2 separate regions of the Acanthopagrus latus genome follow, and region 1 is linked to region 2. Evidence: chromatin contacts called from public Hi-C data. All regions are on one chromosome and are shown on one strand. Each heading gives the region's core, a stretch centred on a gene start, on an enhancer-like site or on the middle of the called end of the contact. The rest is flanking DNA. Distances are from core to core; before and after follow the strand shown. Region 1 holds the start of macrod1 (ADP-ribose glycohydrolase MACROD1). Region 2 holds the start of ccdc88b (coiled-coil domain containing 88A).

Region 1 (6,826 bases), core at 1,689-4,188, 200 kb after region 2:
AAAAGAATAAGTAATTCGTTTTATACAAATAACAGAAATGTATTGCAAACAAACTTCAATATGAGTTGGATTTTATTGGGCCAGTTGCTGAATTCTGAGAATAAATTTTGAATTCTGACAGAAGTCAAATCAAAATGAGCTTATTGTTATGTGTTATTTATAATAAACATAATAATATGGGAGTAACATCGTTAGTGATGTCTCTGTATTGGCAACTGATTCAGACAAAAAGTGACTTCAAAATTCTCCTTTTTACTTGCAAGGCTTTAAATGGACTGGCTCCCTCATACATTTACAGCCTGATCTCTCATTAGAACTGTTGTTGGTAGTCAGGCCTGTGCCTACTGTGCTCCTCTTTTCTGGAATCATCTACCACTGCACATTTGAGAGTCAAGCTTTGTTGGCACTTTGAATTACAGACCGAAAAAAACACATTGTTTTCTGTTGTCGCTATGATCCCTCCTGATTTCACTGACTGGGAACTCAAATCGCTTTCTGTTTTACCTTGATGAAAAGTGGGCTAGCTACCCTGTCATATTAACATTGTTGTAGGTGTGTGAGTGAGTGAGTGAGTGAGTGAGTGAGTGAGTGAGTGTATGTGTGTCTACTTCTGCATGTTTTCTTTTCTGTTATTTTGTATAATGCACAGAGACTCCCCTGTAGTTACATGTGAAGTTGAAATGCTCTGAGTGTGCAAGTTATTCAACCTGATTTAGTCCACTACAGGATAAAACTAGTCAGAGAGATCCTGTCTTTGGACCCCCTCCCAGAAAGCCTCAACACCACGACCACCCGACCCTGAATGAACTTGACAGTGATTGTGATTGATGTTGGGAGTCTGACCTGCAGCGGGAGTCCACACTGGGATGTCATCCAGTGGCACGAAGCCGGAAGTCCTGTAGTACTGACGCCTGTCCTTCACCGACAGAGACAGTAAGAAGTCTGAGAGATGATGGAGAGAGAGAACAGGCAGTTAATAATCTCTTTAGCTTGACTTGAAAGAAACATTTTGTAAAAAAATATTTAAGTGACGGAACAGAGAACTATGGTACTTTCAGCATACCAGCCTGAAGAAATTACGTTTAATGAAGTTTAGGACAAATAAGCTCCTAAAGAAGCTCATGTACAGTATCATTTCTACTGTGAGATTTTGATCCTAATGTTTTTTTGTGTATTTCAAGTTTGTTCAAGTAGAGATTTACAATATAAAGACAACAACATACTGTGTTAAGCCAATAAATCACTTGATCAATTGATTATGATTACTGATTTTATTTGTATTTATTAATTTATCCAGTTTATTTCTCAGGGACTGTGCATACGTATGCCAAACAGAAATCATAATGTAAGGCATGTCGGTTTCAGTAAAAGCACGACAAAGACATGGGCAGCAACAAAAGCAGAGCAAATTACAGAGCGACAGAAGACAAACAATACAGCAAGCCAACACAACAGAGCAGAAGACAAAAGTTACAGAACAGCTTTGCAAAAAAATGACAGGAGCAAGGATAGATAAGTGCCAAGACAAACTGTCAGCAATAGGGTAAAAGTGAATATTGACAGACTGCCATATGATGACAGCACCTAAACTAATGTTGACAGGTTTATAAGCCAGCTGTCTAGAAAACAGGTTACTGAATGAAAAACAAAAAAGAGTTTCAAGTCACAACTTCCCAAACTCTATAATTTACTTTTTGCATTCAACAGTCTCAAATTAAAGGTGCACTATATAGTTTTGGATCAGAACAGAAAGATCTTTATTGCCTGTTTTTCAATGCCAATAAACAAACTATCTTCAATTTTCTGACTGAATACACCAAGTAAACGGACATTAAAGCACAACACAATGACACTGTTGTACTTTGTTTATATTTGGCGGACCCTGCCACCTTTCTCGCTTCAAACAAAGTTCTGAGGAGCTTATTTGTTGAGCAACTGAACACGAGACATCACTTTTGGGATACATAATTGATTGTAATGATTATAAGCTGAAGTTCAAATGTTTCTATATCATACATATTCTGTGTTACATCATGTTTTTTTGTTTGTTTTTAATGAAGGCTATTGTATATATCATATAGTTAATGGTGCGCTAACTGTGATTTGACATTACAGATGACAACATTAGAACTTTAACTGTTTTAGGGTCTAATATGTATGTATGTATGTATGTATTCGTGTTGCTGCTTTGTTGTGATGACTGTTTGATTTGACCAGCATCCATTTTAAAAGCACACAGGCTCACTAACTGACAGCCGGACAGGTGTTTGTAGGCCATGTAACAGCTCGCAGGTTTCTCCTCCGTCTATTGATAAAGCACGGCGCAGGGCGGCTGCTGTCACGTTAAATTAAAATCCTCAGGACTTCGGTTGCACAGTCTCACCCTTGGTCTCCTTCCAGCCTCCCTCATCGGAGTTCAGGTTAACTTTGAGGGCCATGGCGGTGAGGGTTCCGGTGTGGAGAGACTGGACCAGCGCGACTGTGCCCACTCCGAGGGCGGCACCGAGGGCGACTTTACCCAGCCAGCCTCTCCTCCCCCCGGGTGAGGAGGAACCGTTCCCCTGGTTGGACTTCCAAAACCCTGCTGTCGCTGTTGTAGAGAACTTCTCGGCTCTGGCGGCAACGTTAATATGGCCGCGGACAGGACTTGTTGCTGGCTTCCCCCCGAGCTGGCGGCTCCCACTAGTTAAAATGTGTTTGAACTTGACACCCGGGAAGGTAGCACGGACACGGGGCACAGGGCCGGTGCACAGAGGGGCTCTGATGTATGAAAATAGAGCTGATATTTGCAGTGCCATGCCTGAGTGACGCCGAGGGGACCACACGGATCGTGCTGCTGTAACTCAAATGTCACCGAGTCAGCCACGCCGTGGTTCGGTTTCGTTTTCGACTAGGAGCGTACACACCTCTGTCACCAAACGCTCTCATGTGCCATATTTGTTTTTAGACGTTAACGTGTGGAATGTACCATTTACGAGGGGTGCTAAGTGACTGCTGCTGGGAAGACAACAGGCTTTTAAAAGTTTAGATATGCGTTAATGTGGTGTAAATTGGCGGCGTTAGGAATTTAGTTAATGACTAATGAGAAGGATATGCTGCAGTGTTACCAGCGTTTCTATGTTTCAGTCTCAACTCTGAGTGTAAACCCCTACTGAGTTGACATGGGGAAGCCGAAGCGAATGACCACAAGCTTACGCATCCTTCAGGACTGTCGGAAATATTAGAATTAAAAAATGAAGGCACACTGGCCGAACAAAAAATACTAGCGGACCAAATGTTTATTTATTTATTTATATAGTTAGTTAGGGATATTTAAGTGCTTGATTGTTTGCTCTGTGACATATTTGAATTTTTATTTTGTGTTTTTATGACACATTCAATTTGACTTTTTTGCACATCCGTGCACACGCATATATGCACCAGTATCCCTAACTAATGTTGAGGTCATATTTAAATGCCACAACATGCTAGTGGGCTAAATATAACCCAGCTAGTATTCCAGCAAGGGGAGATAAAACGTAAGCCATCTGTAGTAAACAGGACGTTTGTGGGAAAATATATAAAACCAAGTATTCTGCAGCACTATTTGATATACCATACAGTAGGCTGTTTGATTTTAGATTATAATACACAATGTTAAGTGGGTTTTCATACATATTAATACCATTATTTTCCTTATTAACACACTGTAGAAAAAAGTCCTCCCGAAGGCTGCATAAGTGTGGTACCCGCTAGCTGTTTGTAGGCCTACATCTGAATGTGTGGAAAAATGTAGTCATACTATTATGTTGTAAATCCTTAAAACTGCTGCCACCTTTAGAGGGATATTATCATTTATTTTGCCTCTCATAGCTTTATTTTTGCCTAAATATTCTTTACTCAGCCTCTGAGGCATAAACTCTGACAGCTGTCAGCTGCTAAAATGCGGCATTACTAACCCACACCCAAATACTTATTGCTGATCTTGCAACATGATCAATAATCAAACTATTTCATGTGTGCTTACAGGTCTCGAAAAAAAAGGAAATGGGAGAAGAAAGACAAAGGGAGAGTGATAGTGTGCATCTGTTCATTTAACATTTCATATCTCTCCCCCAAATAGGCTGCATGCCCTTGCACACACACATTGCCAAATATGCATCACTCTAACAGCCTGTCACTCAAATCATGAAACCCTTTTCACATTTCCGGCTGGCGGAAACTGACAAAAAAAAAAAAGGAACAAGCCTGACAAAAGTGACACAAGCAACGCCGACAGACCACAACCTGCCCAGCCTGAGAAAGGCGAAACTACTGCAAATTTTCACAGAAAAACAACTGGGAAACTTCTTCACCGATCTGACAGAGGCCCAGGAGTTCCCCGAGTCTAAATTTCTCAAAACCTTGGACCAAGGAGACTAACGGTACTGTCTTTCAGAGTGTGAGTGTGTGTGTGAGTGAGTGCTTGTGACACCGTGAGAGAAAGGGAGAAAGCATGAAGGCCGAGAGTTCAGGCAAGATGTACGTGTGAGGCTTTTGTATTAAATCTGTAGATGTGAGGTCGATCATTGGATCACATCAGGTGAACTGGTCACAGATCAGAACTTATATTCAGAAACATGCAGATAAATAAAGTTTAGGCTTCCAAAGGAGGTAAAGAGTGGTGCATGCATGTCATCTGTTCATTGTTGTCTAACTGTCAGTGGTATATTCCTTGAAAATACAGATACATGGAGGAAAGACAAACATTTTAATCCTTTAAATTGATATTTTTAAGGTGGGTTTACACTTTCATACACATACAGTTGGTTGCGGTATCGGCATTGGATGAACATTCACCCTGGGCGGGTCAGAAAGCGGAAGCGTGTGTCCCTGGTGATAGTTCAAGTCAGAAACAGGAAGTAAATCCATCAAACTGGACATGTTGCCAAAGTCAACTCACTCATACAGTGTGTGTGTGTGTGTGTGTGTGTGTGTGTGTTGGTGCTACTCAGTATCATGTGATACTGAACCATGAGTTTGAGCCTTTTTTCGTCACAGCTGATTGTCTAAATTATGATAGACGGGTCGTTTGTTCTCCCTTTTTGTCATTTACTATCTTCAGTGCTCTGGGGAGCTGAAGTAAGCTATCAAGTTACCAATAACAACATCATGTCACTTTTTTACCTTATAATAACAGCTTCTAACTCATGTTGATGGTACCGTGTCTCTGTCTCAGCCACTCCGCCCCTCTATCACTTGTCTCTGCACTGTAACTTCAGTGAGATGGTAGGATCACAACGTGTTTATTTCAACATACATGAGACAAACATTCTTATGATGTAATGAGTTTTATTTGTAGTTAGCACCTACAAATCGACAAATTGTTACAGACATTATTTGTATTTGCAACAGTGGTGTTGCACACTTAAACTCTGGGGGGCGCCAAATCGCACAAAGTGCCAGTTTCCACATAATGTTGCTTTAAATGTTGTTTATCCTGTTGCTAATGAATGTTCTTTTTGTCCTTCTTAAAAAAGCATCATCAGATTTTAGCCATCATTTTCTATGCACTGTTATGAAATACGTTAGAAAATATTTGTTGATATCTGAAGTTTTTTTATTGATCCCAGAGAGAAACTTAAATTTTCTTTCATATGTTTATCAATTTATACATGTATTAAAGTTCATAATTCATTAGTCGTGGCACTAAATAATTGCCTAAATGCTAAATTTGGGATCGCATTGTATTTGAACACTTTTCATATTAGACTTGGTTCAAACGTAATGTGCCGTTTAAACAGTGTGGGGGGAAAACAAATGAAAGAGCAGCCTCAGTGAAGTGATGCATCATAAGTATTATTTATCTACTTGTCCTTCACCACTTTGTCTGAGCTGTCCCATATTTTTGCTCAACAAAAACACAAAAAAATTACATTTGTCAAGCGTAGCAGATCATTCGAAGAGCATTTGTTTCGCAGCCTTTCATAACAATCTGTCAACAGTTTGACAGTGTTACTAAATCTCCCTCTCTCCATGTTTGTCTATCCTGCTTTCTCCTGTCTCCTCTTCTCCATCAGACCTGTCTCCTGTAGATCTCTCTCACTCTTGCTCCCAGCATGGCGGCGTGGGACCTGTCAGTCACAGTGGAGGACCTGGGCCCTGATGCGCCTCCTGTCACCCTCAGCGTGGCCTCTGACCTCCATGTTGGAGGAGTCATCCTCAAGCTGGTGGAAAAGACACGTGGGTCACTCTCTGTTTGCCTGTGTTTGTCTCCGTCTTTCTCTCAGACACCGGGCACAAACTAAAAATAGTTACATTACATATCATTTGCATGGGCATGCAGGAATCCACACACAGAGTATAGTTAACACATTAACAGAGATTAATTATACACCCCCCATACGTTCAATCATCATGAGTTCATGCATTACTTAAGCATGTGTTTCTTGAAATAAAATATCAAGAAACTGAGGAAGGAGAGTCCAGATGAAGACCAAACGGTCGAAACATGTCGACTTTTTTAATGATTTAGAATGACAATAAAGGCAATTTAATTGTTTCGTTAGTAGGATAGTTATTGAATTATTAAACAATCTAAAGAGCTCTGTTAAATGCGTTGCGCGATTGCTTCACCTGTTTGGTAGCAAACATAGACTCTGTGGCGCAACGGTAGCGCGTCTGACTCCAGATCAGAAGGTTGCGTGTTCAAATCACGTCAGGGTCAAGTTTTTGTGATTGACACAAACACACTGAATGGCTTTTATAAAACCAGAGACTTGTCTTCTGGGTGCAAGTAGGACATGAGTAGAGAAAACTGAAGATTTATCACATTGACATATCTCTTGCTGCCTATTTCTGTCGTTCA
Region 2 (6,703 bases), core at 3,160-5,659:
TTTTTAGCTATATTTTAAAACACTTTAGACAAATTGATATTTAAAAGCACATGAAATGAGTATTAAGTACATTTGCGTCAATTTACAGAAGTACACTAAAGTACCACTTACAGTATTGTTAAAAAAAAAAAATCTTATTTCCAGAGCATTCACTCTGGGTTTTAATGACATTTATTAGGAGCTGTAGATCACGTCTGATTTGTATGGGAAAGTGAAAAACACTACTTTGAATCAAGAAATCAGACAAACTATTTTGAGCAGCACTGAGTGTGTCGCAGCTAATCCGTCTTTCTTTTTGGTATCGACTTATAACGACTTTAAAATTAATTATCGGTATCAGCCCGAAATCAATATTTCTGTCAATAAGATGATGCATTAATTCTATGACTGCCCGATGAACTGTTGTCCAAATATTTTTCTGTCGATGTCCAGTGAATGTGTGCAGTTTCTCAAGTGCTTGTACGTCATCTGCTGGCAAAAAAATGATTCAGTTCCTGCCCACACAACTCTTTATTGAAAGCTTAATCAAAAAAAGTGTCAGCGATGATCTCTCTCAAGGAAAGGCCTTTGTGACAAAAACATTTTTCAAATAAATGTATCAATGCAGAGGTGAAAAGCATGTGGGGGAAATGGATCTTTTGAAGCCTTGATTTCCTGCACCACAAAAAACAAGATTCTTTTCTTCTTCTTGTTTCTTTTTTCCCACGTTTTAAAATACAAAATGTACGATATGAAAAGAACGTGAAGGAGAATTGCCTAAAAACCCTCCAGGGGCTCGAAAAGGGTCACTCTCCAGACAACGATTTCAATAATGACTCTAATATATAAAAGACGGAGACGTTACCTGAAAACAACTCACCCTATTACCTATCAGTTACACAAGAGTCAACAATTAAACCAGGTCACATTCACACATTCATGGCGTATGCACAAACACTAAGCATCATGTAAACAAATAATTACATAAAGGAAAACAAGCAATATTCATAAAGGGCGTTTCGAACTTGAGGTGTTTGTGACCTTGGACTCATCTTGCATCACAATAAGAGTAAACATTATAACATTTCAGCAGACAGGACGCTTGAGAGTAAAGTTAATGTAACTATGTGCAAATATGAGCATCATTCACAGCTCGGTTATCAGGTTAATGGCAGCTAATAACTTTATGAAAATGCTTGTGGACAGAAATGAGATTTTAGATTGTGGATGCAGGTTTTAAAGTGTCTTTACGGCTTCTTTCCTTCCAGCTCTCTGTGCTTGTGAGCCTCCGGTTCTTGCAGACGGCCGTGGAAGGAGCCATGGCTCTGGAGGACCCAGAGGGTGACAGCGAGGGTTATATCCTGGAGAAGAGTGTGAAGGAAACCTTCGAAGACGTAAAAACCAAGGTCCTCACCTTGCTTAAGTTTGGTCAGGTCGACCCCAACGCCGCCGAAGAGTCTCCTGCAGACGCAGAGAAGGGACCTGATAGCGCTGCCAGCTAGAGAGGAGGGGGGATGATTTAAACGTGAGCTGAGGAGGAAGGGATGCAGGGTGGGAGGGGAGGGGGTGTCTGAGGTTTCTGGGTTGTGTGAGTCGGCTGGTGGCAGGGAGAACACCTGTTTGTGACACGTTAGGCTTGATTTATGCTCAACCAGTGCAGCAGCCACATGGCCAAAACAAGGCAACACATAGGGAATCTTATCAGGCCCTGCACAGACACCAAAACAAACATCTCCTCGGCGCAGGAGCTCATGAATGTGTAACCATCGGAGAACCTGTCCAGGAGATGTGTAGTACTTTTTGTTGTAACTAGAAGAGAGTACAGTCAGTTTAAATGGGTGTAGCGTTCACAAACACGAACATCAAAAATGTTTTGACATTTGGCTCACTTCATTTGGTACATAATGCTCAATTTGCATTTGTATTATTCATCACCCAGCTGTAGACTTTGTACTAAACTGCAATGAAATGCTTAGGAACCTGTTTAAAATGTGGAAACATGAATTATATATTAAAGGTAGAAGTTTTTGACTGCTAAGTAGTGTTGGCTTCCTTTTGTACACGTAAAATAATAGAGTGTGGGTTATCTGAGTTCAGCAAAGGAGAGTTGGATTAAGTGCGTGTGTTTGTGAGTGTGCGTGCGTGTGAGTGCGATTGCCCTATATGAAGCTGTCATTGTGTCTATTCTGGCAGCTCTGAAACAATCTGATAATCCTGGTATGGTTAATCCCAGACCTGCTGCACAAGCAGTATCAGCACACACTGACAGCACGCAGGAACACACTCGACAGCGCGCTCATCCAACATGTCGTCGGAGGTTGTTTTGTAACGCTAACACAGTTTTTAAAATGCTTTTTATTTGCAAAGGATATTTGATGGTGATCTGTCCTAGCTACAGGTATATCCAATGTGTGCTCATTCTTCTTGAATAAAACTCTATCACAGAATGAGGACAATGAATGTTTTATTTTAATCCTAACAGTGGTCGCAGAGAGGCGGGTTCTTTGATATTCAAACACAGGTTTGGTACACGAGAGGTCAGGCTGGACGTTTGGTTTCAGGCATCCTTCAAACCAGGACTGTCAGGATTTAAGATTTTCCTTACATGACTGTCATGGCCAAATGAATTTATATATTATATAAATATTTATATACTGTGATATTAATGAAAGTTAGAATTGTTTCCATTGCTTTAGTTTACTGTTGTTTTTTTAATTAGCACATGTATTACACTTAAAATATTAGAGCAGTGAGGTGGAGAGAGTTTGTGACAAACAGTTACACATGATGAATAGTGAAAAGGTAACCAGGTGAGTCATAACATCCACACTGGATTATTGCCACAGTAATATCATACGTATATGATTAACACAGGTCAGTATTGATTTTTTAAATTTTTTTTATCATATTATGTTCAGTATTGGTATATTGCAGCAACCTACTTCAAGTACATTACCTGTATTTCAATGACTGAAGGGGCACTATGTAGTTTTGTAGAATAATTCCAGAACACTGTTTGAAACTAGAAAGGTGGCAGGGTCCGCCACACATAAAAGTACAACAGCATGAAATCGTGTTGTCCTTCAAGGTCAGTTTGTTCATTCAGTTTTTCAGTTATGAAGACAAAGCATTTTTTAAATTTAGTTTGTTTCGGCATACAATTCCGTCAGTGAATAACCGTTTACTTCTGATTTGAAAATTTCCTCCACAAAACTAAAGCGCCTTTAATGTACAGAAAGTTAGTAACTGCAGTTAGTTGTCTTAAAAAGTAGCAACATGCAGATTTTCTTCCTGAGCTGCAAATAACAACACCAATCATTTCAGTCTTGATAGAAATGGATCCCCAGCTGACCTTCCTTTAACTGCATGACCACGTGACTGTTGGCAGACAAATCTGTACAGTGACAGCAAAACTTTAAAGGGAAGCAGCACAAACACTGATAGTTTCATTATTCTAACTCACACTGCGCCAACAACACTTCATAATGACACACTGAAGCAGAAAACATGTTTTTGTTGTCACTAATAAGAGTAATAAAAGGGTAAGTTCACCCAAAAATGAAAATTCAATCATAAAATGGCTCCACGCAGCTTTTCTGAAATAATCCAAGTCTCCAGAAACCCAGAGATCTCAAATTGGTTTGTAAAGAGATTATTTACAACTTCTTTAGCAGAAAGATTCATTATAGCTGCTCAGCAAAAAATGTCTGAGGTGGGTACATAACTTGACCTTGCGTCCAGGCTGCATATAACCTCTTTCCAACTCGGGGCCTGTGCTTCGTCCGCTTCAGTTGTTTGGGGATAACGCTGGGACGCCGTTTTGCCATGAAGCTCCAGAAATGTTTTGTGGACTGCGAAAGTTCACCCAACTTTCCATCATGGAGCGTGTGGTCGAGTAGATAACAGACTGAATTTTCTGTGTCTGTCTTGGGTCAAAGTTTTGTTCTTTTTGTGCTCAACTGTGTGTAAGAACTGACTATGCAAGGTAATTTTATCGGTGGCTTGAATATCACTGTTTTGTCGCAATTATTTAAGTAAACGAACCGTAGTATCAAACACTCTAACTCTATATCGTGTTCTCTACATGAAGACACTTATTGATCATCTGTGTGCTCAAATGGCTTCCCCTGACCGTAAAACAGCACCACATGATATAAATAAACAACTATAAAACCATATCCTGAACAGAGTGAGTCTCTACAAAATGACTAATACTGTTCTGCAGGTACAGAGATATGTGTTCATGTAACAACAGGAAGTGCTGCACCAAAATAAAACAACTTCCCCTGGTGCTGTTGTTACGGAAATAATGATGTAATGCATTCTTAAATGGGCAAATATGAACTTTATGTTTTATTTTTAACCACCAGAGTTCGCTATTGGACAGTGCTTGAATTTGGATTTGAATCCGTTTTTAATACTGGCGACCCTGCATCCCTGACACGTTTAATCACCGTAATAACTCCAGTCGTCCTGTTCATGAGAAAACCAGTAAGTTACTGAGCTGAAATAACTCTGTGGGGCTGCGTGGGCTTCTTATGCAAATAACCCGCTCCATAAGCAACTGTAATTCACATTATGCAGCAACGTGTTTTGAGCTATGTCATATGTCAAATCAATGCATTTCCACATGCGTATGTCTATGAAAAATGCCGGATATTAAAAATGTGATATTAACGAGGCACAACATCGTCAATCCCCGTAAACCCGCACCAAACTCCATTCACTTTTCGTCATTTTTTGTTTATGTTCAGTCTCCTGGGCTACTATCTGTGAAAATACCCGTGTGGGCCGACGTCAGCCGACGTGTTGAGGGCGTGTGTTACTGTCGGCTAGGAGAAAAAAAAAATAAAAAAAAAAAATGAAGCAACATGTGCGTTTAGTAAATTCCGGTGTGGTTTTGCAATGAAACTGACACACAGTCAGAGAGAGGAAGAGGCAGGGAGGAGGAGGGGAAGGGCCGCACAAATGTCAAACTACTTCACTTGACACAAGATGGATTCTCTCCCTTTGATTCATTGCACGCATGGCGTTGATAATACTCTTTAATTAGCTGCCTTGTGGAGAGTATCGCAGCTCTCCTGACACAACAATGGACTCTAACATTATGGAGATAATAGAGGAATTCATGGAAAGTGCGTTGGCGCAATGGGTACGTCATTTATCATTTATCACTCTCAGTTAGAGGAAAGGTCATCTTTTCTGCAGGGAATCACACAGTGTTAAAACTGTAGAAATCGGCCTTGGACTGAGGCTTATTCTGAAGAGAGCACTATTATTTTACAGTCACAAACACTCAGTGTCTTTTACAGTTTTTTTTTCCTGTTCCATTTACTTTGATACATATAAAAAGGAGAGCAGACTAAACAGCTAAAAAGCCTAGATAAAGCCTTCTTGCCATTGTGTTCAGCAAAACAAACACCCTACTTCTCCTTTTGGCAGCTTCCCTCGCCTCTTAGTGGCCAACTTTTTTTTTTTTTTTTTTCCTGTGCTAGCCGTGAAACTTCCGTGTCCTTGGGCCATCTCTCGTTTGAAACTAATATGAAGTCATGTGCTGTGTATAAAAGAGAAAATGATCTCTAAAATATGTTGAGGATTTGTTGGGTTTGTAACAGACTGGATTTCCAGCTGGGTTTTCCACATGGGAAACCAATCAGCCCGAGGGGATTTTTTTTTTTTCTCTCTCTCTCTCTCCCTCTTCTGGTCAATGAGCAGTATTTATGATATAATGTGATACTGTACTGAACCCTCGAGGGTACTCTTTAAAGTTGCCCTCTTCCAGAGAGGGGGTCAGAGGTGAGGCTCAACAGGATGCCCGCAGCTGGCTCAAGGGCGCTTCAGCAGGGTGGTTATTCACTGACACGAGAGTTTTCACCCTGCTTCACATAGGCTGAAGGACGTCCACTGGTGCTGCTCTCTGTCTATCCTGTCGCTCAGGGTCTGGAGCCGCTCTGCCTCACCTTATCATACTGAACCAACTCGAGCTTGTTACTCTGTTTACCGACAGTGCGGTTTTTTTAGAGGGTGCAGGTGGGAATAAGCCTCATTATATTGCAGTTTGCATTGGCACAGCTCTTCTTAGCACAGAGAGGGAGAGACCTTGGCTTCGGTCCTGCTTGGCTGCCTGTCACTGTGAAGTGCTTCCCAGTGTGAGAGCACAGATTCCACCTGTCCAGACAGGTGCACCAACTCAAGTGGCTTCCTGTGTGAAAAATGTTTGAACCTCTCCATCCCCCTCCTCGTCTCTTCCTCTCTCGTTCTCCCTCGTCCTCGTCAAGGAAAGGAAAAAGAAACGATGGAACAGTCATTACGTCACAAAATCTTTCTCTGGCGCCAGACTGTGGTGACAGTCTCCGGGAGAAACACACTAAAACCTAGCGTATCTGCGTGGAGCGACGCCTGATGAAGAGATGCCGCCAGAAAATAAAAGAGCACATTTCTATTCATTTGATTTCTTTTTGGAGAAAGCTCCTTTGAGTCGCAGCGTTATTGCAGTGTCACTTGGTTTGGTCACGATATTATCAGCCCTGTCAGTCATTTGGAAAAAGAAAATCAGTGGTTCACCATCTCTCTGAAGTGTGTTCTGTTATTTTCTGGAAGCATTTCATCTTCAGAAGTCACACGAAGTAGATATCTTGTGTTATTCTCAATGCATCTCCCATAGGCTTCAATACAGCTGTCAGCAAAGTCTGGCACCAGAGCAAGGATTCAGTGACGCAGCGAC

The links. Hi-C and Micro-C count contacts between places; a contact is called where the count stands out from the background.
Region 1: a contact with region 2 is called in a Hi-C map of muscle, with 4 times the contacts expected there. The contact joins the promoter of macrod1 here to the promoter of ccdc88b in region 2. A contact is called at or near these places in 3 of 4 Hi-C or Micro-C datasets (liver and muscle).

What each region holds. Positions count from the first base shown.
Region 1 is chr18:23,441,237-23,448,062 of fAcaLat1.1, forward strand. It overlaps macrod1 (ADP-ribose glycohydrolase MACROD1), which reads right to left and starts at 2,939. Exons shown (of 9, transcript XM_037078164.1): 1 at 2,384-2,939; 2 at 844-942. The coding sequence starts at 2,798. fermt3b (fermitin family homolog 3b) reads left to right here and starts at 3,432. Exons shown (of 15, transcript XM_037078150.1): 1 at 3,432-4,403; 2 at 6,039-6,201. The coding sequence starts at 6,078. It overlaps trnaw-cca (a tRNA gene), which reads left to right and starts at 6,614; the gene lies at 6,614-6,685.
Region 2 is chr18:23,243,240-23,249,942 of fAcaLat1.1, forward strand. It overlaps ccdc88b (coiled-coil domain containing 88A), which reads left to right and starts at 4,410. Exons shown (of 28, transcript XM_037077551.1): 1 at 4,410-4,470. The coding sequence starts at 4,459. rom1b (rod outer segment membrane protein 1b) reads left to right here. Exons shown (of 5, transcript XM_037077553.1): 5 at 1,248-1,482. The coding sequence ends at 1,481.